7 separate regions of the Mus musculus genome follow, and regions 2, 3, 4, 5, 6 and 7 are each linked to region 1. The links are chromatin contacts, called in public HiChIP or PLAC-seq, Micro-C and promoter capture Hi-C maps. All regions are on one chromosome and are shown on one strand. The core of a region is the stretch at or near the end of the contact, and the rest is flanking DNA. Distances in the headings are between cores, read along the strand shown. Region 1 holds the start of Alx3 (aristaless-like homeobox 3). Region 2 holds the start of Kcna2 (potassium voltage-gated channel, shaker-related subfamily, member 2). Region 3 holds the start of Ampd2 (adenosine monophosphate deaminase 2). Region 4 has its middle 17 kb from the start of Gstm4. Region 5 holds the start of Gstm4 (glutathione S-transferase, mu 4). Region 6 holds the start of Gstm1 (glutathione S-transferase, mu 1). Region 7 holds the start of Gstm3 (glutathione S-transferase, mu 3).

What was found. Promoter capture Hi-C pulls out the DNA fragments that hold promoters and counts their contacts. A called contact is a pair of places that touch in the nucleus more often than the background predicts. HiChIP or PLAC-seq counts read pairs in DNA pulled down with a chosen protein or histone mark. Capture Hi-C pulls out chosen DNA fragments and counts their contacts.
Region 2: a Micro-C map of embryonic stem cells shows a contact between it and region 1, with 4 times the contacts expected there. The contact joins the promoter of Kcna2 here to the promoter of Alx3 in region 1. A contact is called at or near these places in 4 of 39 promoter capture datasets (the C10 cell line, embryonic stem cells and pre-B cells), 7 of 484 Hi-C or Micro-C datasets (all in embryonic stem cells) and 2 of 115 datasets of contacts at active chromatin or transcription factors (both in embryonic stem cells).
Region 3: a promoter capture Hi-C map of embryonic stem cells shows a contact between it and region 1, with 3 times the contacts expected there. The contact joins the promoter of Ampd2 here to the promoter of Alx3 in region 1. A contact is called at or near these places in 5 of 39 promoter capture datasets (the C10 cell line, cranial neural crest, embryonic stem cells and 2 more), 1 of 115 datasets of contacts at active chromatin or transcription factors (pro-B cells) and 3 of 9 other capture datasets (adipose tissue, liver and pancreatic islet).
Region 4: a contact with region 1 is called in an H3K27ac HiChIP or PLAC-seq map of microglia, with 4 times the contacts expected there. The contact joins the enhancer-like site here to the promoter of Alx3 in region 1. A contact is called at or near these places in 5 of 39 promoter capture datasets (the 3T3-L1 cell line, the C10 cell line, cranial neural crest and 2 more), 2 of 15 datasets of contacts at CTCF or cohesin (large pre-B cells and pro-B cells), 2 of 484 Hi-C or Micro-C datasets (the HL-1 cell line and cerebral cortex), 2 of 115 datasets of contacts at active chromatin or transcription factors (embryonic stem cells and microglia) and 1 of 9 other capture datasets (adipose tissue).
Region 5: a promoter capture Hi-C map of pancreatic islet shows a contact between it and region 1. The contact joins the promoter of Gstm4 here to the promoter of Alx3 in region 1. A contact is called at or near these places in 10 of 39 promoter capture datasets (the 3T3-L1 cell line, the C10 cell line, cranial neural crest and 5 more), 1 of 15 datasets of contacts at CTCF or cohesin (large pre-B cells), 2 of 484 Hi-C or Micro-C datasets (the HL-1 cell line and cerebral cortex), 1 of 115 datasets of contacts at active chromatin or transcription factors (embryonic stem cells) and 1 of 9 other capture datasets (pancreatic islet).
Region 6: a contact with region 1 is called in a promoter capture Hi-C map of embryonic stem cells, with 2.8 times the contacts expected there. The contact joins the promoter of Gstm1 here to the promoter of Alx3 in region 1. A contact is called at or near these places in 3 of 39 promoter capture datasets (the C10 cell line, embryonic stem cells and pre-B cells), 3 of 115 datasets of contacts at active chromatin or transcription factors (embryonic hindbrain, embryonic stem cells and large pre-B cells) and 4 of 9 other capture datasets (adipose tissue, embryonic stem cells, liver and 1 more).
Region 7: a contact with region 1 is called in a promoter capture Hi-C map of the C10 cell line. The contact joins the promoter of Gstm3 here to the promoter of Alx3 in region 1. A contact is called at or near these places in 4 of 39 promoter capture datasets (the C10 cell line, pre-B cells and stem cell-derived epiblast-like cells) and 1 of 9 other capture datasets (liver).

The regions. Positions count from the first base shown.
Region 1 is chr3:107,593,537-107,596,829 of GRCm38.p6, reverse strand. Alx3 (aristaless-like homeobox 3) reads right to left here and starts at 1,799. Exons shown (of 4, transcript NM_007441.3): 1 at 1,378-1,799. The coding sequence starts at 1,654.
Region 2 is chr3:107,100,091-107,103,383 of GRCm38.p6, reverse strand. Kcna2 (potassium voltage-gated channel, shaker-related subfamily, member 2) reads right to left here and starts at 1,817. Exons shown (of 3, transcript NM_008417.5): 1 at 1,625-1,817; 2 at 1-200.
Region 3 is chr3:108,084,924-108,088,216 of GRCm38.p6, reverse strand. Ampd2 (adenosine monophosphate deaminase 2) reads left to right here and starts at 1,551. Exons shown (of 18, transcript NM_028779.5): 1 at 1,551-1,999. The coding sequence starts at 1,990. Gm12500 (predicted gene 12500) reads right to left here and starts at 2,241. Exons shown (of 1, transcript NM_001358018.1): 1 at 206-2,241. The coding sequence starts at 1,991. The coding sequence ends at 1,374. It also overlaps a transcript of Gnat2 not described here.
Region 4 is chr3:108,060,112-108,063,404 of GRCm38.p6, reverse strand. No RefSeq gene overlaps it. Among named protein-coding and RNA genes, the nearest start is that of Gstm4, 17 kb to the right of the region's middle. Within about 2 kb of position 1,489, at least 21 of the 459 cell types and tissues checked have an H3K27ac peak or open chromatin away from gene starts, as enhancers often do. A contact at or near this core is called in adipose tissue and microglia, where this site is marked.
Region 5 is chr3:108,043,195-108,046,487 of GRCm38.p6, reverse strand. Gstm4 (glutathione S-transferase, mu 4) reads left to right here and starts at 1,632. Exons shown (of 8, transcript NM_026764.3): 1 at 1,632-1,851; 2 at 2,060-2,135; 3 at 2,529-2,593; 4 at 2,887-2,968; 5 at 3,064-3,164. The coding sequence starts at 1,816.
Region 6 is chr3:108,016,499-108,019,791 of GRCm38.p6, reverse strand. It overlaps Gstm1 (glutathione S-transferase, mu 1), which reads left to right and starts at 1,819. Exons shown (of 8, transcript NM_010358.5): 1 at 1,819-2,052; 2 at 2,366-2,441; 3 at 2,844-2,908; 4 at 3,192-3,273. The coding sequence starts at 2,017.
Region 7 is chr3:107,967,438-107,970,730 of GRCm38.p6, reverse strand. It overlaps Gstm3 (glutathione S-transferase, mu 3), which reads left to right and starts at 1,557. Exons shown (of 8, transcript NM_010359.2): 1 at 1,557-1,626; 2 at 1,893-1,968; 3 at 2,531-2,595; 4 at 2,884-2,965; 5 at 3,056-3,156. The coding sequence starts at 1,591.

The sequences.
Region 1 (3,293 bases), core at 550-3,049:
CCCACGGCTGTCCAAGAACCCGAACAGTCGGTGCAAGAGGCTGCGCATCGGCGGGGACACTGGACTGTGGTGGGGTGTTGCGGGGCGCGATCCCAACCCAGACGGGTACCTGTCCCTGGCGGTGCTCTGGGCGCTGCGTGGCTGCCGCCGTCTGGCAGGGATCAGAGGAGCCAGGCCAACTGCTTCTCATTAAGTCCCAACTGTGGTTTTTATCAGGAGAGCCTTTTTCAAACGGCATTAGACACGAAGCTCCGCGGACTTGCTCATTTCCTCCGATGACCCCAACACACCTCCCGGGCCTCCCCTGCACACTCCCGCCACCCGGACGGGACGAAGCCAGGAGCTGCTCGCTGCCCAGCCTCTCTGAGGAGGCCCGCGAGGAGCAGGCGATTGCCGCATTGGCGGATCTCCCGGGATCTAGTTTTGGGTCTAGGCTACGAAATGTGGCTGCATACGAGGGGTGGGCGTGGGTGCTGAGCCACTCGTGGGTCAGCGAGTACAGTGGGCGGCAAAAGAGTCTTGGCAGGCCCTGCCACTCAGGCGCATTCTCAGATAATGGTACGGTCCGACCCGCCTTAGCACACAGGGCACGGTCCCCGGAGTGGGATGCGCCCTGGGATTTAGGATAGTTCGGGACCGCTTCCGACGGCTCAGCGGTGATGATTCGGTGCCGAGATGCCAACTGCAAGAAGGGTAGCCATCCCCGTGGCGACGGGGAGGCCAAGTTAATCTGAGAAACAAGAACATAGTTATTTGATCTTGAAGACAGTCCCAGTTCTGAGGGGGAGCAGCCACCGCCACTCTGCGGAGCGACTTAACGGCATCAGAAAACCTTTTCCTGCAGAGGCTGGGCCCGAGGATGAGAGCTGGGTAAGTCCAGGACACAGCCTTTCCCTCGCTGAGTCCAGTTTGGCCACTAAGTCGAGGCCCAGCCTCTACGCCCTCAGCGGGCGCCATGCACAAAAGCAGAACTCTTCTCTCCCAGCTTTGGGGCCCAGTTAGGCTCCGGGGCCCTCCACCCAGTCCCCTCTTCTGGGTCGGTGGCAGAGAGGCTCGGCTCCGGATGAGCGCGATCTCTCCTCCCAGGTTCAATCACCTTGGGGGTCGGAATGGGCCCAAGATCGTCCCTACTCCACCCTCCTTTGACCTCCCGCCTCCCATTGCCTCTGCCGGCCGGGGACACAGGCGATTCTGCGGTCCCCAATGCCCTGGCCTTGTCCGGCCAGGCCAGCAGCGATCTAGCGAGGGAATCGTGGAAAATGCGAGACGTACCCAAAGTTAAGAAGCAAGAAAGCGGGAGAGTCGGGGAGACCAGGAAGGGCTGGGGATAAGAACGACATGGGGTTCCACCACCACCCCCGACCCCCGGCGTGTTACCTTCCGCGGAGCCCTCGTAGAAGTGGCCGCCGTTGAGCACCGGGCCTGGCCCGAGGTCCTGCAGGTACTTGGCGGGCGGCTTGGCGGGCTCTGGGAGGTAGGGTTCCAGGGGCCCACAGGCCGGGAAGCGGCTCAGGCGCGGACCGCGGGGTGGCGCGGGGTGCAGGTGAGGCGCAGCATCGGGAGTCCCCTGGGGACCCGGAGCCTCGTCCCCCGCGGCCGCGTAAGGACCGGCCGCCGGCCCCACGGAGAAAGGCGCGCAGCGCTCGGGGTCCATGCCGGCTCGGGCTCACAGGCCGCCGGAGCTCCGGGGCTCCCGCTAACCCGCGCGGCCTGTGAGCCAAGGGGGAGGGACCTGGGCTCGGGGGCGCGGAGCCCCCGGGAGCGGCGCGCGCCGCGGGGGGTGGGGGGCAGGAGAGGGGGCCGCGCCTCTGACTTAATGCTGGAACCATCCACGTCACGTGCGGCCCCGTGCGGGTTAACCCCTCGGAGCCCAGGAACACCCCCACCCCACCCCATTCACCCCGAGTCTGGTATCACAAGCAGTTGGAAGAGAAGAGAGGGAAGCTGCTTCCTTTCGAGGGCAGGATCCCTTTTGTCTAGCAGTCGGGTGAGTCCTTGGCTCTGAGCTGCACCCTCAAGTCCTGATATCCATCTTAGTGGCTCTTGGCCCTGGGGAGGTGAAACGGTGAGGGCAGACATCCTCCCCACCCCCGCACCCTCCCCCATCCCTCCTCCAACATTCTCTTTGAGGCCTGATCTGACATCAGTCTGAGAAGAGAGGCCTCTACTGTGGTAGAGTTTCCCCTTCACCTTGCTCGGTTTATTTTTGCTGGTAGCTGGAAAAAAGCAAGGGCATCTCCCTTAGACACTTGTTTTGCCTGGACATCCTAGAGACTGGATGCTGTGGAAACAGCAGGGGGCTTGGGAGCTTGGGCCTCAATACTGTCATTGATTATCTGTGATTTGAACCTCTCACTTAGCGTTTTCAGCTGACTGTGGTCCATCTACATTTGGTGGTGAGTTCCAAAGCCCAGGCAGGCCAAAACAGACAGAGAGATCTCTAGGTTTCACAGTGGTCTGCCCAGGTAGCTTTTTGGGTCAGCTATGGAAGAGCAGAAGGGTCATTGTCCTTCTGAGCAGCATAAACTGAATGTCACTCAGATCCACTGCAAATTAACTGCTTCAGGCTTGCTATTTTAGACATAGCGAGGGTAGGATTGCATCTCCCAAAGGTGAGTCTCCTCGACCCAAAGGAAGCCTAGGATTAGGGTATAGCTTAGCCTTTCTGAAACTGAATAATCCTTACTGTGCCTAAGATCTGGGAAGAAATACCAGAGGTCCTTTGGACCCGAGCTTAAAGATCCCTTAGGTCCGGGTTAAAACATTTATATTTTTAGGACCCCTGGAGATTAGCGAGAGGGGCAGGGAGTCAAACATCATTTGTATTCTATTTGAATTCTCATTTTTAAAAGGAATCTAAGAGGCCTGGTGTGAACACCTCCCTCTTCCGTTGGAGGCTTAGAGGAGGTTTCTTGGCTGTCCTCAGCCAGAGTTGGGCTGTAAATCAAGGCCAAACAGGAACCAGAAGCCTTGCATCTCACAAGGAGTCATTAAGCCATTATTAAACATACCGTAACTTTTCTGAAGCCTTATTGGCTTAAACACCACATTGGAGGCATTATGGCCATTAGGGCCCCTAATCACAGACTGCAGGCTAGGCAGAGATGGGAGCACCTGGGGCTGATATTTCCAGCTAGAGAAGCCTGGCTTAAAATGAGGTTTTCCCCTCTGCCTCTACCAGAGGGGAGTCCACTGGCTCTCAGCTGTGGACACTGCTGAACTGATTATTAATAAAAGGTTTTCCATAATTGTCAATGAGGTAGTGTTGACTGTCTAGAAGGTTGTATCATTTC
Region 2 (3,293 bases), core at 568-3,067, 490 kb after region 1:
GCAGGAGGGCAGGTCCTGGAGGTGTGCTCTAGGACTGGATGGGGCTCGAGGGACAGTGAGATGCTTGGCCAGGGGCGCGCACCACGACTTGAGGAGGAGAGTGGAGCTTGGGTCTGAAGCCTTTGGAAGGAAGGAGGCAAGATGCACAGCTCAGCAAAAGCCTGAGTCCTCCTGGCTGTCCTCCGGAGGTGTGACGTTGCCTGGAAAACACAGCAGCAAGGTGGGACCAAGGCTTCCAGGCAGCTGAGACCAAGACTTTTAAGGGCTCTGGCAGATCCCCTCAGGGCAAGTGACAAGCCCCCACATCTACTTTCCATGACACTTGTGAATGAGATCCACCACAGGAGCCTTTTCCTAACCTCTCCTGGATAACCATAAGCTTTCCCTTCCCATCAGCTTGAAGCACTTTCTCCCTAGACCTCAGTTGCCAACAGAAGCGACCCAGCTTTCTTGGTGTCAGAAGACATATCTCCCAAGAGGGAGGGTTTTCCTCTCTGACCTTAGCCATGTCCTGGTAAAGAAGCAATCCTTCCTCCACAACACACACTCCTTCCCAGCTAGAGAGGTCCCACAAGCAGCAAGATTGCCTCTGTAGAATGCCTAATAGAAGGGGTCGCTTGAACTTACTCTCCCTCCAGGATCCCTGGGCCTCAGGCCTTGCTCTGGGTTGGGTGGCATTTGAGCTGGGCAAGCACTCGACCACCGATTTCTTCCCAAGAGAAAATCCCTCACATCTCGGCAGGGAAGCACAGAACAAACGCTCAAGCTGCCTGACTGCGGGGCGGATTGGCTTCACATAGAGGGGGAGCCTAGAGAAAGCTGGCTTCCGGGCTGGCCCCCCGCCGACCCAATCCCGCTGGCCCCAGAGCCGGGGAGGGGTCTGGGCCCTCTCCCATCGCCCGGGGTTCCAGCCGGGATTCCGCCGGGCGCGCTCCCGCCGGAATCCGCTGGGCTGACCGGAGCCCACAGCCGCCGGACCGCTAGAGTGTGCCACCTTAACCCCTTCCTGCGCAGTGCGGTGGGCTCCCGCTGCGGGCCGGAGGGCAGCCTAGCTGGTGCCTGCGAGGTCCAGCCGAGGGACCACCAAGACTCCATCTCCACCTGAAACACAGGAGCCCGAACTCTGAGGGTGCAGAGCAGGCGTCGCCAGGCAGCTGCTCCAGATCTAGCTTCCTTTTAGGCTGGAGAGCTTCACGGCAGCCCACCACCCCGGCCAAGTGGAAAAAACAAGAGACTGCAGAGAAGCCCATTTTACTCCGTTGCCGAGAGGCAAATGCAACCAGGAGGACCCAAGTGACTCGGGTCCTACCCACCCACTATTTACCAGCGGTGGCTATGCAGTCAGCTGCACTTCCCATCACCCGCCAGCTCCAATCTGCGCCCTCCGCCCTATGTCACGCACAGACCACAGGGTCCCCGAGCCCATTCCATGCACTCTTCTGCAGGAACAAGTCTCCCCCTTAAGTCCCACGCAGCCGGTGCGGATCCACAGCCCTTCAGGCCGACATCAAGGGTCGGCACCACCTCGCCCACCCAGACTACCGTGGTACCCTGCAGCCCCTATGGGCGCTGCAGCCGGTCAGGGATGGCAGCATGCGCAGCAGAATGCCGGACACTGATTTACCCTTGCAGATGGGTACCAGAGCCTCCATGTTCCTGGGTGGCAGCCAGCACAGGCAGAACCCGGACAGCGGGCGGTGGCGGTGGTGGCGGCGGGGTGCGGGCGGCCAGCCGGGAGCCGACTCTGCAGTCCCGCGGGCGGCGCGTACGGAGCGCCCGGCCGCCGCCCGCAGCCGCACCGCGCCGCACCGCGCCACGCAGCGCCGCACCTGGCCCCGCAGCGAACTCGAATTAAAGGGGCCGGCTGGGGCAGAGCTAGCGAGGTGTGTCGCTCGCCGCCGCCGCCAAGCTGGCCACTGGGTTAGATCCCTGTGTCCCGGACCCCCACCGCAAAGAAAACACCCCATTCTTTGACAAAACCTAGCTTACCAAACAAAACTCCGCGCAGAGCTCAGCTGGGTACTGCCTGGGTCGGGAGACAGGGGAGAGGGTAGAAGTTGAGGAGCGCTTGAGAGGTTCTTGCCAACATAATGAAGTAGGCAGGATGAACTGATCAATACCATCCCAGGCCCGAGCGCGAGCCAGCCCCGAGGGAGATGTGTTGCTATTATTAAGATGCTGCCAGACAGAATCTGCAGACCCCAGTCCCCCCACTCCTGCCTTCTGCTTCTGCATCCCCGTTTCCTTCAGTACTCCTGAGCCCCACCTCTCTCTTACCCAGCACAGACTCGGTTTCCCAGGACAATACAGCAGGTGAGGGCCTGGCCTCAGTGTAGCAGAAACTCACTGCTGTCTTTGCCCCCCACGGGGTGGGGGTTGGGGGGAACTGCAGAACAACAGAACTGCAGGACTGGCTTCTAGCCTTTCTGACTTCCTTTCCCCAGGGCTCTGGACAGAGAGGGCGGAGGGACACACAGTTGCCCTTGGGAGAGCAGGCTCCTTACAAAAGCCCTTTCACAGATCTTAACACCACCAGCTGGCCCACGATCTCACCGTGGGGGTGCATGGTAGAGCAGGATATGCCCTTTGCCTCGGAAATAATTTGTATAGGAAGTTCTTGGCTTAGGTTGGGGATAGGAGTGTTTTAGGGGGTCCAGATTGGCTTGCAAACCTTGCAAAAGCTCCAAGCCTTCACTAGTACAGTTCTGCAGGCCCCCTGTCAGAACCGCCTACACGGATACTCCACAGAGGGACTCATTGAAATGAACTTCTGAGCTCTGATGTTCAGAGGGGCTCTGGTGTGTGAAAGACTCTTCCCTGGCCCTTTCTGCTAAGACAGTTCTCTTTATGCAAGTATCAGAAACTCTGAAAGCCTGCTTCCCTGCAAGGGAAGGTTCTAAGAGATTCGGCCATTTCCCAGTGGGAGCCTATAAGGTGGGTGAAAGATTGGACCCTACCTAGAGCTACAAAGCTAGAAGGCTTTGGTGGGCTTAGAGGGAAATCAATGTCTTGTAAGACCAGACTCGTTTGGCTTCTGGCTCCTGGAAGATTGGCTATGAAGATCGGTTGTCAATGCAGGATCCAGAGTCTAGCCTGGGTGTTTCACTTGCCAAATTCAAACTTCAATTTCTGTCAAGTTATTGGATAAGTAAATTTGCTGCAGAAGAAGCAACCTGTCAGTGGTAAACTGTGCATGAAGAGTTTATCTCTAACAATCACCTAAAAAACAATGGTTTCTGGTGCCCTGTCTGCTCTCAGATCTCTTAGGCTTCCGTTTGTGTTTCTCTTTGTAC
Region 3 (3,293 bases), core at 302-2,801, 490 kb before region 1:
GAGCTAATTCAGAAAGATAGAACTTTTTTTTTTTCTTTCTCTTTCTTCCAACGTGTGTTTCCCTTCCCTTCTCTTCTTCCAGGAAGCTGAGAGTTACAACTTGTACACCCTGGGGCTTTTCCTTTAAACTCTAATAAAATTATTTTTGAGTTAAAAAAAAAAAAAGACTTGTTAGAAGTGGATTACTGAGTCAAAACAGTGCAACTTATAGCGATACTTGATTTTATTTTGCCAAACGGTTCTTAGATTATATTAGTATTTACAGCCACATAATGCGTGCCCCAGCTCAGTACACCATCACCTGTATCCGATGCTTTTAGTGGTTCCTGTTTTGATATTTAAACGTAACGGTGTAAGAATAAGGTTCTCCTTGTTCTATTTTAGTCTGATTCTCTGTGAGCTGGATTCCCATAACCCACTGGTCTCCCAAGTTTATGGAGGCCACCTGTAGGGTTTTTTAAAAATTTGTATTTTCATCGTTTTTCTGCAATTCTGGGGTTTGCTTTCGCATGTAAGGCAGAGGGATACTGCCCCTGAGCTGACACCCCCAGCCTAAGGCAATAGTTTTTAAAGTTTGTTTTAGTATAGCGGATAGGAGACTCCCTAGAGGCCACATCAGATGCAGATAGAGATGGGGGATCAGGACTCAGAGTTCCAGTTGGGGAGAGGAGGGACTGAAAGCAGCTGGAGAGACTTCAGAGCAGCTGGGTGAGGGGGCAAAGACTCCCCCAGGGGAGAGGCGAGGGAAGGGACCAACTGCTGCTGATAAAGGGGAGGACTTTCCTTTTCAGGGTTCCTGTAGGTACAGGCTGCCCCTGGGAGGCAGGAATCCTTGTTTGAGAGGGTGTCTGTGGCCCTATTCAAACAGCCCAATTTCTCATAACCCACAAGGAGAAATCAGTGAGCTGGCCATAGTGATCCCAGGCCAAAGAAATCTTCCAGGAACACTGATTGGGAAGTAACTTACAGGCCAGGCACAAGTCTAAGCACTTATAATTATCTCCTTTATCTTCATCAGAGCGGGTGTAAGAGCCAAAGTTAACCAGTAAAACCCAGAGAGAAGTTCACCATCAGTCAGAAAGTAGGTGGAGATGTCTGAATTTGAACCTAGGCATTCTGGCTAGTCTAACGTCAACATAGAAATTAATGTGGGATGGTGAACCGGCTTTGAAGGGCACATCCTGCCTACCAATGACTGATAGAAGGAAATAGATTCAGGTGGGAATGCGGAGAATTCAAGGGCAGGGCTTCTGCTTGAAATGGATTCTGGGACCCTAATAATAGCTACCTGACTTTGTGCCAGACATTGTGCAAAGGGGATTTACCTTCAGTCCTCAGTAACTCCTTTCTTTGGATGGGGTGTTTCCATTGCCTCATCCCATCTTACTGATGAGGAAACTGACGCACAGAAATCGCCCAAGACCAAAGGGCCAAGCCAAGGCCAACCCTGGTCCGGAGGCTGCCCACGTGGCGTAAGGGAACTGGGAAAATGGTTGGGGCGTGGCCAGGAGGCCAAGAGGCGTGGCCGAACGGGGCGTGGCCGCGGACTTGGCGGGGCCTGGGGTACGCGAGATTGGCGCGCAGCCCGGAAGGTTTCGGCGGGGTCGCACCTGTTGCGTGACTCCCCCGTAGCCCGGCCACAGGAGCCGGATCCCTAATTGATTCCCAGAAAGTGGTGAAAGAACCCTAGGCGAATTCCGGGTCCGGTTTTCTGGGGAGCACGTGGCCTGTTTCCTCTTGAGTGCAGGCTTGGGGTCGCGACTCCGGGGTCTCCTGAGGTCAGTCTGGCCGCTGAAGTCGGCGGGAGTCCGCCCCCCGGCCAGCTGGCCATTTTGAAAACCTTGCCTTCCTTCCCGCTTCTCAGTGCGGGTGCAGGGGCCAGTGGCGCGACTTCGCCCCGGTGGGGGCCCTCTCCCCTCTTCAGCCCGGCTCCCTCGCTGTGCAGACTTTCGTAGGCTGCCTTCCTGGTCCACGCGGGACTTGGGCAGCATGGCCTCAGGTAAGTGTGTGGCGCGTGTGTGGTTGATAAAGGGACTCCAAGGCAGAGGTGCCTGGGTCGGGTGATAAGTGGGTGGGGGGTCTTGGCAATGCCTGCAAGACCTAGGGGACGTGAACGGCTCCTAGAAGGGTCCAAGGAAGCAGATCTTGAGTGTACAGGCAGAGCGACAGGTCAGAGTAGGCTGGGGTCTTTCCCATCGACCTCAGACAAGACCCAGCCTCCTACTCTTCCTGTCTTCCTAGGAGACAGCTTCTGCCGGTCAGTGGAATTTTCCCAAGACAGGCCCCTCCCTCCTGGGCTCGAATTCTCAGTTCTGCCTCCTCCCGGAGCTGGGCTGTCCCTAGAGCAGGGGTCAGATGGAGAAGAAAAGAGGGGGGCTCTGCCCCAGAGGCTCTGGGTTTTCATGAGTACCGTTGTTCCTTCCCTGGAGGAAATGGGTTTTGAGGTTGGAGCTCAGGCGGTATTCTTGCCTATTATTTTTCTCTCTGGCTGGCTGGACCAGCCTAGCCTGGACTTTGGCTTCTTTGCCTTGGAGCCTTGGCAAGGGATGAGGGTTCCCGAGGTGGGGTGAGGGTAGTAAAGAGCTTAGAGCTGGTGCTGCTCCATCTGTTTTCTCTGCATCCCGACCCCGGCCCTAGCCACCATCAGACAGGGCACTCTAAAGACTGGAGTGGGAAGAGAGGGATAAGGGGCAGGATGGAGGCCCCACTCCCCGAGGTTGCCTAGACAACATCAGAAATCGTGGCCAGAGCCTCTTCCGCCTGCGGGGCGCTGCTTCCTGCATCAGTCACTCCCGCTGGGGGCGGGGCGGAGGAAGGGGTTGGATGTGGGAGAGCTTGGCCCCAGCCGGTGAGGTTCCTCCGCTGTCGCCTTGGCCCCAGCCATGGCATCCTATCCTGGCCCAGGCAAGTCCAAGGCCAAATATCCCTTTAAGAAGCGGGCCGGCCTGCAAGCTTCCGCTGCCGCTCCAGGTGAGAGTTCTTGGTTTCAGGCATGGGTTCCCCTCCTCTTGTCCAGGCCACTGAGTGCCTCCGATAAGGTCCCCTTCTGCAGCACCCTCTCTGCAATGATGCCTCTCGACCTCGGTTCCCCGGTTCCCCGGCTGACTGGCTGACTTGATGGCGCAGGGAGGGAGGTGGGAGGGGGTGCCTGAGGTTTCCATGTCAGGGGTGCTGCCCTCCGTAACAAGGAGTGGGTGTGGATGTGGGTGCCCACGAGATGTATATGCACACGTGTCAGCTTGTGCAGATGCTAAGACTGCGTGTGAAGTGTATGTGAATGGAGTGGGGAGGGT
Region 4 (3,293 bases), core at 240-2,739, 470 kb before region 1:
TCCTGCTTCAGTCTCCTTAGTGCTAGGAATTAAAGGTGCATTCCACCACTGCTTGATTTAGAATAACTTTTCAATAAATAGGTCTCACATACACACAGGCGCGCATGTGCACACACACGAACACACACATGAACACACACCCGAACACACACACACACACACACACACACACACACACACACACACAATTTCCTCCTTTCTTTACTCTTCTACTGCATCAAACTGTTTCCCTGGTCCTCCAAATCTTGAGCCTCTGCTACCCAGCAGTCACTTCTCCCAGGCTGCTTCTCTGGTCTCTTCTTTGAGGTTTTCCCATCGTGTGTGTGGGTCATGTGTGGGTCTTGGAGCTACCCTCTGGTCTCTCTGCCTTCTGCTGCCCATCTCGTCACCAGGCAACCCTGTCTCCTGAGAAGGTCTAGGAGACACTTCTTCTGCAGTTAGCTGCTCTTTGCGATTCTTCCCTCAGAGCTTGGAGTCAGAGGCTCCTGTGCACACAGACATGGGGAGGAGAGAAGAGGAGCAGAGCCTTGGCAGTGCTGGCAGAGGGCCCAGGTTGGATGGGTTTGTTAGACGTTGCCACACTGGCAAGGAGATGATGCCCATCCTGGAGATGAGGCCTCACACGCCGCATCCTCAGCTGGGCCTCTAGAGATGGCCAATCCTGGAACCGACTCCGTCTGACCTAGGATTGAACAAGGTGCAATAAAGACTCAAAATACCAAGCAGAGCATTTGCAAAAACGTCAATCAGGAGCACTTTGGGGAGCCGGAGGTTGAAGCCATGGCTTTGAGAAGCAGGAGTCAGTCTTGCATTACCTCTTTTTCTGTATCAATGTGGCCCTGATCAGAGACAGGCTACTCTACAGTTCAGTGCCTTTGTGCATTCGGAAGGTTTTCCCTCCATGGCTGACACTGCTGCCTGTAGGGAAACTTGACCTTCAGATGCAATGGCCAAGAGAGGCTCTTGTTAGATAACAACTTGTTTTATTCTTGTGGTGGCCTTGGCCTGGGGTCCCCAAGGCCTTCCAGATTCAGCTGAGTTATCAATGATACCTCTGGTTCTTAAAAAATATGTTTTAAATTTATTCTTTGATAATTATATATATGCAATATATATGTTATAAAATATATGCAATTTATCTTGACCATAAATTTATCTAACTGCTGCTGCCGCCGCTGCCCCACTACTGGCTCTTGTGCCTGAGGTTGCTACCTGGCTGGGCGTGGAAGCTGCAGACAGCCTCCTACGTGAGCCTATATTGGCTGATGGTCCAGCTGCTCCTGTTCCCACACCACTCCAGTCCAGTCGCTTGTCAGAAGTTGAGTATCTGTACAGCTGGAGGTGTTCCCAGATGGCCACGTTTTGCATATTCACATCAACGTATCCCCAGGGACCCCACTGCAGGGAATCTTGGTGTATGGCTTGTCCCCTCTCCTCTGTCACATTCTGTCCCCATGAACCTTGCTGGGCCTTTGTATTATGTGCAAACCCATGGCTGTTCTTCACCCATGCCATCTTTGTAGGAATGAGGAAAAAGGTGGGTTCCTTGGGAAGATAGCTCTGGGTGTGATAGCTCACGGAACTGAAAGCGACTTTTGTTAAAGAAAAATATATGGCTGTGTGGTGTTTGCTGATTGAAGACAGTTCTTCCATAGAGTGGGCTAAAAGAACCTTAAGGCCACTGCCTTGTAGTTGCACATTTTGGACAATAGGGGTCACTGTAGGAATTGTTAATTCAAGAAACCTCGTGGGGATTTAAATCTCTAAAGCATACTAGTTACTTCAATTTGCAGCCGGGTTGACTGGTGATCAGGACGTCTAGTCACTTTGGGTTGTCAATGTTTTCCTGTTTCACTTGTTGACCCAGTAGGTCTGTGGTTAGCTCTAGCCCCAGTGGCAGGTTTCTGAAGGGAATCCGGGGTTGTAAACATCTAAGAGGAGGAAGTTGCAGTCCACGCTCCCTGTACACGATATCAGCATTTGCAAATGGACAGGAAGTCTGCCCAGCTCCCATGTGTCTGAGGAGCTGGGACCCTTGTCAATAATAGACATTCACTCAGGACTTCATCTGCCCCTCATAACTATAAACACTAATACCCGTCTTGTGGGTTTAACTATTGTGAGCAGATCAATTGTGTTTATAAAATAAAATCAAGAAGCATAAAAGTATAAATACATATCACTGTAGTTAGGACTTGTGTGCATCCAGCTTTATAACTGTATTCATCTAAATATCTTAATGAAGTCTTTAAAAAAACCAAATTTTTATTATATTGTGTACAGGTGGGCACGCACATGCCACAGAATATATATGGAAGCCAGAAGACAACTTTATGGACGCCAGTTTTCTCTTTTTATTTTTATGTGGGTTCTTGGGATCAAATTCAAGTCAGCAGGCTTGTGTGGTGTTAAAAATCAGACTGAAGGGGCTGGAGAGATGGCTCAGCGGCTAAGGGCATTTGCTGTTCTTCCAGAGGACCTGATTTCAGTTCTGGCTCCATGGGATCTAACGACACCCCTCTGACCTCTGCAGGTACCAACATGCATGTACACAGATACACATACCTACACATAAATTGTAGTAGGAGAACAGCCCGAGGCCTACATGAACGGGGTATTTCTGGAAGGCAGGCTGGGGCTGAAAGAGAGAGAGACTAGACGGTGAGAAAAGAATGAAGCCAAGACAAATGTTTCTCTGATCAAGGCCCAGCCTGCCTTCCAGAAATACTCAGTTCATGTAGGTCACGGGCTGGCCTCCTACTACAGATTGGCTCCCGAACCAGGGGCCTGGAAACGGCGGGAAAACACTGAGGGACCGCTGTCTTGTGTGGAGCTCCAAGAGAAGGGAAGAAAAAGAAGATCGTATTGGGCACAGTGAGCAACAGGTATTTATGCTAGCGCTGGTTTTAAACTTCATTTTTTAAAGTGTTGCTGGAGGTGCGATAGGATACTGGCTAAGTTGGAACAGTGCTGACCCGGCACTGATTCCACTTAGGGTTTGGCAGCGAAACATGTGTGGGACTAAAAACTTTGAATCAGGCAGTTGTCTGTAGTCAAGGACTGCATCAGGGGAGAGGAATGGGGTTTAAAATAATAAAATAAAATAAAATAAAATAAAATAAAATAAAATAAAGGAAATTGGATTTTGAAACTCTCCCAGAGACAGAGAGAAATCGGGGGACACCCTGTGTTATTCTCTCTGGTCCCTACAGCAGAAGTTCTCTGCCCTCTTTGTGTTGTCTAATGTCTGGTGCACCAATCCGTTCATGTGTCAATTCATGTGTGCTTTGTTT
Region 5 (3,293 bases), core at 383-2,882, 450 kb before region 1:
CAGCAAAAATTGGCAGAAGGAACTCTGTGAGTTACAGGGCAGCCTGGGCTACATAGTGAGACCCCTAATCTCAAACACCAAAAATCAAAGAGACAAACACATTGAGAGATATGTAGAAATAGTTCTATGCTTGATAATGAGTAGGGAAGTCAGAAGACAAGCAAGGGAAATGGCAAGTTAAGCAACACAATAAACCAACATGCAAAACACATGCTTTGCCACAGCAGTAGAAAAGTCACTAAGACAAGTACACAATTAAGGATTACAGGTCCATGTGTGATGACACACGCCTTTAATTTCAGCACACAGAGGCAGAGACAGGTGGATCTCCGTGAATTCAAGGCCAGCCTGGTCTATACAGTGAGTTCTAGGACATCTGGGGATATGCAGAGAGTGACACATCCTTGTCTCTGAGAAACAACAATAAAAACCAAACAAAAACTTGCCCCCCCCACCCCCCCAAACCTTCAAAACACCACCATCATCAACCAAAAAACCCAAAAAACAGATTACAGCTGCGTGTTATCTTAGGTCATAGAAGTTTATTACATGGAAAATCCAAGACAAGTATTTCTTCTTACATCATTCTCTTAAAGGAAGGCTAAACAGACAGACAGAGTACATAGTAGAATAGCAAGCTTAAGGGACTTCAAGATGTATTATTAACTCTTGCTGTGAGGTCCAGTGAAAGTCCCAGTCTCTTAGAATGTGAGAATTATTTTTGTCACAATGCATTGCCACAGTACATTCTTAACATTAGTAAGAATTGTAAGTATGGTCACCTGCCACTTTAGCACATTTTAGTTAAAGATGGACCCTATATACTCAGGAAGACTTATAATGGAGCTTAAAATTCTTATTTGGTGATCTTGTAGAAGTCTTAATGTAATAACAAAATGCAGTGAGTGTGTGATGTCTGTTGTACAAAATGAGAGCCCACTTCCCTAAGCCCCCCTCCGCAGACTACAGTCTTTGGACACATACGACAACCAATGTTGTGTGAAGAAACAGTGTGCCTTGCTATGAACAGCAGCTATTGAGAACTCAGACATCTCTCTCTTGATTGCATTTGCTATAAACTAATCCTGAGTTGTCACATGCTGACCCTGTGTACCCTCGGACATTTCAGAAGTCTTAGGTCTGTGTAAGTACACACTAAGACGGTCACTCAATAGAGAAAGCTGCCTCTGTCCTTGGGTAATACAGACATCCTGACCATGTATGAAACTTCAAATTTTCCATTTTCCACCCTTTTTTTGAGTCAGGGGTTTATCTGTGATAGAAATAATCTCTTTGAATTCAGATGAGGAACTTCTGAACAGAAAGACAACATGTTCTCTGCCAGACGGAAAAACATCACCTGGGGACCACTGTCATCAGCAGAGCCCCGCAGAAGTCTGTCTTGTTTGACAGCAGGGTTGAAGTGCTTAATCAGCACTTCCGGGTTGGGGCCTCTCCTAGTGGCCTGACCCTCCCACAGACCGAAGGCAACAGGGTAAGAAGGCAGAGCGGTACGGCAAAGGCAGGGAGTTACTAGAGCTCTGCATCTGCGCACCGGGCTGGACGATTGGGCGGAACTGCAGGCGGGATCGCTTATTACGCTTTCCGGTCTGTTGGGGGCGGAGCTCAGTAATTTGGCTTCTGTAGGTGACTGTCAGGGGAAAAGCTGTAGAGCAGGGTGTGTGTTGCGGGGCAGAGTCTGGAGGGGCAGGATCACGCCGGGCACCAGCCCCGCCCAGGGACCCGAGGGCACTAGGATAAAGTCAAAGTTGCTCACACCGGAGGCCGGTGGACTCAGTCTCAGGCACCAGCATCATGCCTATGACACTGGGTTACTGGGACATCCGTGGGGTGAGCAACCACCTGATGAGTGGGAAGGATTGCAGGGTTAGGAGAAGGCGAGCTGGGGGGTGAGGATGGGGTGGGGCGAGAGGAATCCCTTGCTTGTCTGGCTCAGGGTCTTGCACACATGTCCTTGCTGGTTTGTGCGCCCGTGTATATGCACTTGGAGGAGGTGAAGTCACACAGAAGTCCCCCGCCCCCATTCCTATCTTTTCAGCTAGCTCACGCTATTCGGCTGCTCCTAGAATACACAGGCTCAAGCTATGAAGAGAAGAGATACACCATGGGAGACGGTAATGCTATTTGTCGGTCAGACGTCTCCTGTCCATTGGCGCCTAGCAATTGGTGCCTACATTACATTTCACGCCTCCCGCACTACGGGGCTCCCCCAGATGGACTTAGAATCTGCCTCTTTCAGTAAGCCCCAGAGAGCTGGGCTTGACCTTCCTTCCTCCTGGAAGTGAAGGGGTGGATACCCCTCCTGTTGAAATTAGATCACATTCCTCATCAAGATTTGCCTAAACTTTGTAGGCCCCTCAGTTCCAAGCACTCTTTATTCCTGAAACTTTCAGGGATAAAGGCTCACTGTGTGAGGTTACAGATCCTTGTCTTAGGGGGTTGGGTCCCTGAAATAGGTGTGTTGGACACTGGGCTGATTTCTCTTTATGCAATCTCATCAATCACAGCTCCTGACTATGACCGAAGCCAGTGGCTGAGTGAGAAGTTCAAATTGGGCCTGGACTTTCCCAATGTAGGTAGAGGGGGACGGGGAGGTTTGGGGACGGGGAGGTTTGGGGAAGTCATCTCACCTCCTCACCTGGAAGAGGGGCTTGGAGTCAATGCTTCCTTCTGTTCACTTGCTTCCGTTCCTGGTGGCGTTTCTGAGATGGGCTGTGTCCTAGCTTTTCCATTCAGTGTGCAGTGTGTTCGTAGAGGGCTTCCCATGCTAGCCATGATGAACGGCAGGCCACATGTCAGTCCTAATCCAGAGAAGGAAGGCTGGGACCTCACATCCTGTCTGACCATCCTTTATTGTCCAAGCAGTTGCCTTACTTGATTGATGGGTCACACAAGATCACGCAGAGCAATGCCATCCTGCGCTACATTGCCCGCAAGCACAACCTGTGTGAGTGGGGCGTCAGCAGGGTGGGGTGGGGGACAACCCCCTTGGCTTGGCTGGTGTGAGGTGTTGAAGATGCGTCTGTGCTGTGTGTGCTGCAGGTGGGGAGACAGAGGAAGAGAAGATTCGCGTGGACATTTTGGAGAACCAGGCTATGGATGTCTCCAATCAGCTGGCTCGAGTCTGTTACAGCCCAGACTTTGTGAGTCTCATCTCACTCCCTCCCTGGGCTGGACCAGGCAGCGTTTGGGTCAGGAGTCAGCTCCCTCAGGTTCCCAATCTGCACAGATCTTATTTACCTTTTGAATTTCTTAGCCTCTTACCCTCCAGG
Region 6 (3,293 bases), core at 570-3,069, 420 kb before region 1:
TTGCATGGACCATGTTGAATGTCACCCATTGGCCTGGAAGAAATTACGGAATCCATCTCAGATGTCACTCTATAGGTTATAAGCCAAATTTCCTCCAGCACATTTAGATTTTTTTCCTGTACAGTGTCCTTTTAAGACACTAGGGCTGGCTGCACTGTGAACTTGTGACAGTGCACAGAGACACCCAGAGGATCAGTGACCAACGCTGGGATTAAATTCTCCAAGACAGCACTGGCTGTGACTCCTAGCTTCAGATCTCTCCACGTCTCCAGTCCCCACAGTTCCCTGCTGCCTTTCAGGGACCTTTCTCATTCAAAGGGACAATGATCTCGGACTCTGGGGACCCTGCATTGAGAACTTGCTGTCCTAGCCCTTATCCCTGTCTGCAGATAGATTCTGTCCTCTGAAGGGCTCCAGGGCTCTGGCTCCCTTCCCAGGCCCTCTGAGTCCTTGTCCTAGACAGTATGGATTCCTTCTGCTTTCTTCCACTCCTCCTTCTCTACTTCCCACAGTGTGTGACAATCTGCTGAAGTGCCTCATTCATACTTGCAAAATATGTCCCTGTAGTTCCCACCAAACTGCTGCTAAAGCCCCAGTGACATGGTCACTTTTCGTGCATCCTCACCAAGACCTGCAGAACATGTGGTTTCTTTAATGTCCTAGGATGAGATGGCCTCTGCTTGCCCCCTGCAACCTCACTGCACAGCTCCTATGTGGGTGACATGATATGTTGCCTTCATACCCCGTAGTCCCAGTAAAGGATGATTTAATCCCAAAATGTACGTCCTGCAGAGCAACAGCCTTGGCCTTTGACTTGTAAACTCATTTTAGTCTCCCCTTCCATCAAGCCTCTTGGTTGTCTGCAAAAAAGAAAGTAAACAGGTAGGACAGTGTTCTTGGGAGGACATTGACCTTGTGAAGGTAATACTACAGGGCATATACTACTTGTGAAGGATATACTACTATATATCTCAGGGTAACCTGAAAGGTCATTTGAGCCACCCTGTCATATACAAACGCATGTCCGGAGCCTGGGCCAGGTCCTGCATTTAGGGACAGCTGAGGGTCTTGCTTTGGGCTCCCATGTGTACAGCATCCTGGTATCCCTTGAAAGCAAACTTCTTGGGTCACATGCTCTCCCTCTCTATGGCACAACCCAGCGTGGGCTCTTTTTCTCCCTTGTGCTCTGCTGGGTTTTGTCAGCTGACTGTTGTCCACAGCTGTGGCTTCCCTCAAACTTCCGGCCCCTCTGTGGTTGGTACTTGAATTTAGATTCATAAACACGGCCAAAATACAGATTAGTTTTTTAATAACTGATAACAGTTCTCAAACCCCCTAAAGGAAAATACGGAGCCCTGTTTATCTCTGCCTTGGGGTTGTTTCCATGTCACCGACTGTTCCTGTAACTTGAGGCTGTGTGCGCAAAAATCCGGTACCTGTCAGACTGACAGAGTTCTTTCCATGACGATAAGTGCTACATTAAACTCTCAGGTCGGGGGCTCTCGCCTTTTTGTCTTTAAGCTGAGAGTTGAGCCTCCCCAATGACAGATTCCCACAGTCTGGGTGTGAAAACCGAGCTCTGCAAAAGAAAGGAAGGCGGGAGAACACCCACCCAATGTTCTTTCGCTGTCTGGCCAGACTCCAGGCAAAGTGCTAGCTAGTCTAGGGAGCATCCAGCAGGCGGCGATGGCGGCAGTCGCTAAGAGGGTTTCGGGGGAAGCAGGAGAGCAGATTCTGTTTCAGCGTGTGCAAAACAGAATCCCGGGACAGAGGCCGCTAAGGATCTTAACCCCGCCTCTCCCGGAGAGGGTGTGGCCTCTGCCTTCCGCTTTAGGGTCTGCTGCTCTGGTTACAGACCTAGGAAGGGGAGTGCCTAATTGGGATTGGTGCAGGGTTGGGAGGGACCCGCTGTTTTGTCCTGCCCACGTTTCTCTAGTAGTCTGTATAAAGTCACAACTCCAAACACACAGGTCAGTCCTGCTGAAGCCAGTTTGAGAAGACCACAGCACCAGCACCATGCCTATGATACTGGGATACTGGAACGTCCGCGGAGTGAGAGAGGGGTCCACTTGGAGGGTGGGACTGGGATGTGAAGCAGAAAGTTCTTAAGAGCAGGAGCCCTTCCTACAGCGGGTACTCTTCAGCTCTCACTGGAATCTCCTGCCTGTAGCTCTCAGCGCTCAGTTTACGCACTTGGGTGGCTGTGTGTGTGTGCGTGCGCGCGCGCGTATGTGTGTGGTGTGCACATGCACGTGCGGGGTGACGGCGTTTGTGCAGTGTGGGAGGTCTCAACGGGTGAAGATGAAGTCATACAAAGAAGTCCCCACAATGTCTGACCTCTGTCTCTTCTGGTCATCTCTCCCAGCTGACACACCCGATCCGCATGCTCCTGGAATACACAGACTCAAGCTATGATGAGAAGAGATACACCATGGGTGACGGTAATGCCACCTTCCTGGTCAGACACCTGCTTCCCTCTTACCTATCAAACTATGCCTAGATTTCCCGTTATTTAGCCCTGCTGGTCTCCCTCTAGCTAAAGATAGAGGCTGCTGCTTCCAGAAACCTCTTTGAGAGTGCAGTTTGATTTTCCAATATAGATCATGGAGAATGGAGTTCCTTGGTCCATTTGTATTTATAATTCGACAGAATTCACTACTGGGGTCTTATTGGGTCCAGGCTGCCTTTATTATCAGTTGTTATTCAGACCCTTCTCCACATTGGAAAGTAACTCTCTGTAACAGGTTGCAGAGGCCCTGCCTTAGGGGTTCTTGCTACTGGTCGATAATCTGTAGAAGGGTGGGACAGTGGGGTAATGCCTTTTCACATCTTCTTGTTTACAGCTCCCGACTTTGACAGAAGCCAGTGGCTGAATGAGAAGTTCAAGCTGGGCCTGGACTTTCCCAATGTAGGTGCAGGGGAGGAGAGGTTTGGGGAAGACACGGTGATCTCACCTCATCTCCTGGCCTGGCTGAGGGTTTAGGATCAGTGTTTCTGCTCTCCTGCTCCATCCCTGCTGGCTGCACAGTGTTCTGTGATGGGCTGTGCCCCAGCTCTCTCATTCAGTGCACACTGTGCCCATGGAGGGCTTCCCATGGCAGGCACACTGTCAGGCCCTGTGTCTTCTCTCACCCAGAGAAAGGATTCAGGTACCCCATATCCCATCTGACCCTCCCTGCTTGTCCATCCAGCTGCCTTACTTGATCGATGGATCACACAAGATCACCCAGAGCAATGCCATCCTGCGCTACCTTGCCCGAAAGCACCACCTGGGTGAGTGGGGCTGGCCACAG
Region 7 (3,293 bases), core at 308-2,807, 370 kb before region 1:
ATGTGTAAATAGTATGGTCTTTCTGTGGGCAAGCTTAACTCTGGGCATTGTCCTTAAGGTCTTATGTACTTTCTGAGCGTGGCCATTCAGAGAACCTGAAGTGGGCAGGTGGACATGTAAAATGCTAAGGCAGCACTTGCCACAGGTACTGTGAGCCCCAGTGACATGCTCTGTGTGTGTGCATCCTCACAGAGACTTGCAGAACATGTGGTTTCTTTAATGTCCTAGGATGAGATGGCCTCTGCTTGTCCCCTGCACCCTCACTGCACAGCTCCTATGTGGGTGACATGATATGTTGCCTTCATACCCCGTAGTCCCAGTAAAGGATGATTTAATCCCAAAATGTACGTCCTGCAGAGCAACAGCCTTGGCCTTTGACTTGTAAACTCATTTTAGTCTCCTCTTCTGTCATTTGTTTCTCATTATATCTGATAAGTTTTTATAAACAAGGTGATGTTATCCTCTTGGTTTTGAAAGAGTCTGTTGCCTCCAAGGAAGAAAGCAGACAGGTAGGACAGTGTTCTTGGTAGGACACTTACCTTGTGAAGGTTGGACTACAGGGCATATATTTCAGGGTAACTGAAAGATCATTTGAGCAACCCTGTCATATACAAACATATGTCCGGGGTTTGGGCCAGGTCTAGCATCTAGGGATGTGGACAGCTGAGGGTCTAGCTTTGGGCTCGTTGTGTCCCGTGCAAAGTGTGTACACAGGATCCCGTGTGTACAGCATCCTGTTGTCCCTTGAAAGCAAGCCTCTTAGGGCACATGCTCTCCCCCTCTATGGCACACACCAGCTGTGCATTCTTTGCTCCCTTGCACAGTGCAACCCATGGGAAGTTCTGCCAGCCAGGTACCCTGCACTGTGATGGTGTCTTAGATCTCTTGTGCCCTAGGTATCTGGTTCTTGGATTTAGCTTACAAACATGGCCAAAAATAGTGACTGGCTTATATGGTCACTAGCTTGATGAGCAAATGATGAAGTTTCCAAATTTCCTAAAGGAAGACACTGGGAGTACTTGTTTTCTGATTGTTCCTCTTCTGGAGTCCTTCCTATCTCATGGACTGTCCTATGATTCTAGGTGAATAATAAGGCTGTGGTGGGTAATAGAGCTTGGCAGCTGTCAATGCTAAATTAAACTTTTGCCCGAGGGGCACCCTACTTTATCTTCTGTTGAGATCTGGGACTCTCTCCTAGAGATTTCCACAGTATAGGGGTGAAAACCTAAGTTCTGCTAGGAATGGAAAGCTGCATTTTCAAGTTTGGGGGCACCCATTAGGGGGCGGTGACAGGAAGCACTAAAGAGGCTGAGGGGGGAGGAGGTCCTTCATGTGAACCTGCTCAGAATCCAAGGCCTGAAGGTGCATAGGATCCTACTTCTCCCTCTCCCGGGCTGTGGGTGAAGCCAAAGGGCTTCGGGTTCAAAGTCTCTGAGGACAATTGAAGGGAAAGGCAGTGCCTGAGTGGGGTTAGGGCATTGAGGGCGGGACCGTTTACAAGGCCCCACCCACCTTTCCCTTTGCACCTCCTTAAAATTCTCCAGCTCAACCTACCTGAAGCCAGTCTGAGAAGACCACAGCATCAGCGCCATGCCTATGACACTGGGCTATTGGAACACCCGCGGAGTGAGAGGGGGATCTGCCTGGAGGGTGGGACTAGGACTCAGGCGGGAAGTTCAAAGTGATCCGGGCTCTCAGATGTATACTTTTCTTAGCACCCTGGAGCTCACAAACTTGGGAGGCTGCAGGTGTGAAGGGGCGGGCACCTATGAGTGCATGTGTACACACCGCAGGGTGGCTGTGTTTGTGGAGGGTGAGAGGATTCATCTGCGAAGATGAAGTCATCCAGTAAAGGTCCTACCATTTCTAACTTGTGTGACCTTCTCTTCCAGCTGACTCACTCCATCCGCTTGCTCCTGGAATACACAGATTCAAGCTATGAGGAGAAGAGATATGTCATGGGGGATGGTAATGACACCTTCCTGGTCAGACACCTGCTTTCCTCTTACCCAGGGATGCCCGTACCCAGCCCCTAATTCCTCAGCTCTGCAGACCTCCTACAACTGGAGGAGGAAGGAGCCTGCTCCTTCCAGGAACCTCTTGAGGGTGCAGTTTGGTTTTCTATGCACTGGGAATGGCAATGTGTGGGAGCTTGCTTTTAAATCCAGCTCTAGAAAGTCAGAGAGACAGGTGGATCTCTGAGTTTGAGGGCAGTCAGGTCTATACATATAGTTTCTGGAAAGCCTTGGTTACATAATTGAGAGATCTTGCCTCAAACAACAATAATGAGACTGGAGTTCCGGGCCCACCTGTATTTATAATTGAGCTGGGTTCATTTTTGGGGTCCCATTGGGCTTAGGGTCCCCTTCTTTATCACCCCTCTTCTTTATCTTGAGAATGACTTAGTGCAAGATGTTACAGTTCTCCTTCCCCAGGGTATCTTGCTCGTGACTTCTTAGGTGGGTCAGTGAGATTGGAGTGTCAGACGCAGCCACACTGATATCCTTTCACATCCTCTTGTCCACCACAGCCCCCAACTTTGACCGAAGCCAGTGGCTGAGTGAGAAATTCAATCTTGGCCTGGATTTTCCCAATGTAAGTGCAGGGAAAGGGAGGTTTGGGGAAGACGTGGTGATCTCACCTCATCTCCTGGCCTGGCTGAGGGTTTAGGATCAGTGTTTCTGCTCTCCTGCTCCATCCCTGTTGGCTGCACAGTGTTTCTGTGATGGGCTGTGTCCCAGCTCTCTCATTCAATGCACACTGTGCCCATGGAGGGCTTCCCATGGCAGGCACACTGAGTGCCAGGCCCTGTGTCTGCTCTCACCCAGGGAAGGGATGGAGGGACCTCATATCCCATCTGACCTTCCCTGCTTGTCCATCCAGCTGCCCTACTTAATTGATGGGTCACACAAGGTCACCCAGAGCAATGCCATCCTGCGCTACCTTGGCCGGAAGCACAACCTGTGTGAGTGGGGTTGCCTGCAGGGTAGGGCATATCAGGCAATCTCCTTGGCTTGGCTGGGTTGGGATGCTGAGTGTTCTGTGTGTGCTGCAGGTGGAGAGACAGAGGAGGAGAGGATCCGTGTGGATACTTTGGAGAACCAAGTTATGGACACCCGCATACAGCTCATGATAGTCTGCTGCAGTCCCGATTTTGTGAGTGGCCAGTAGGTGGAGAAGACGGGGTTTGAAGCAGGAGTTAAAGTCTTGCATTCAGATCTGTAACATCTCCTTCAGTAAGGAGCCATGTTACTGATTCTCCAAGCTTTCGGATCTTACCAACAGAACGACCT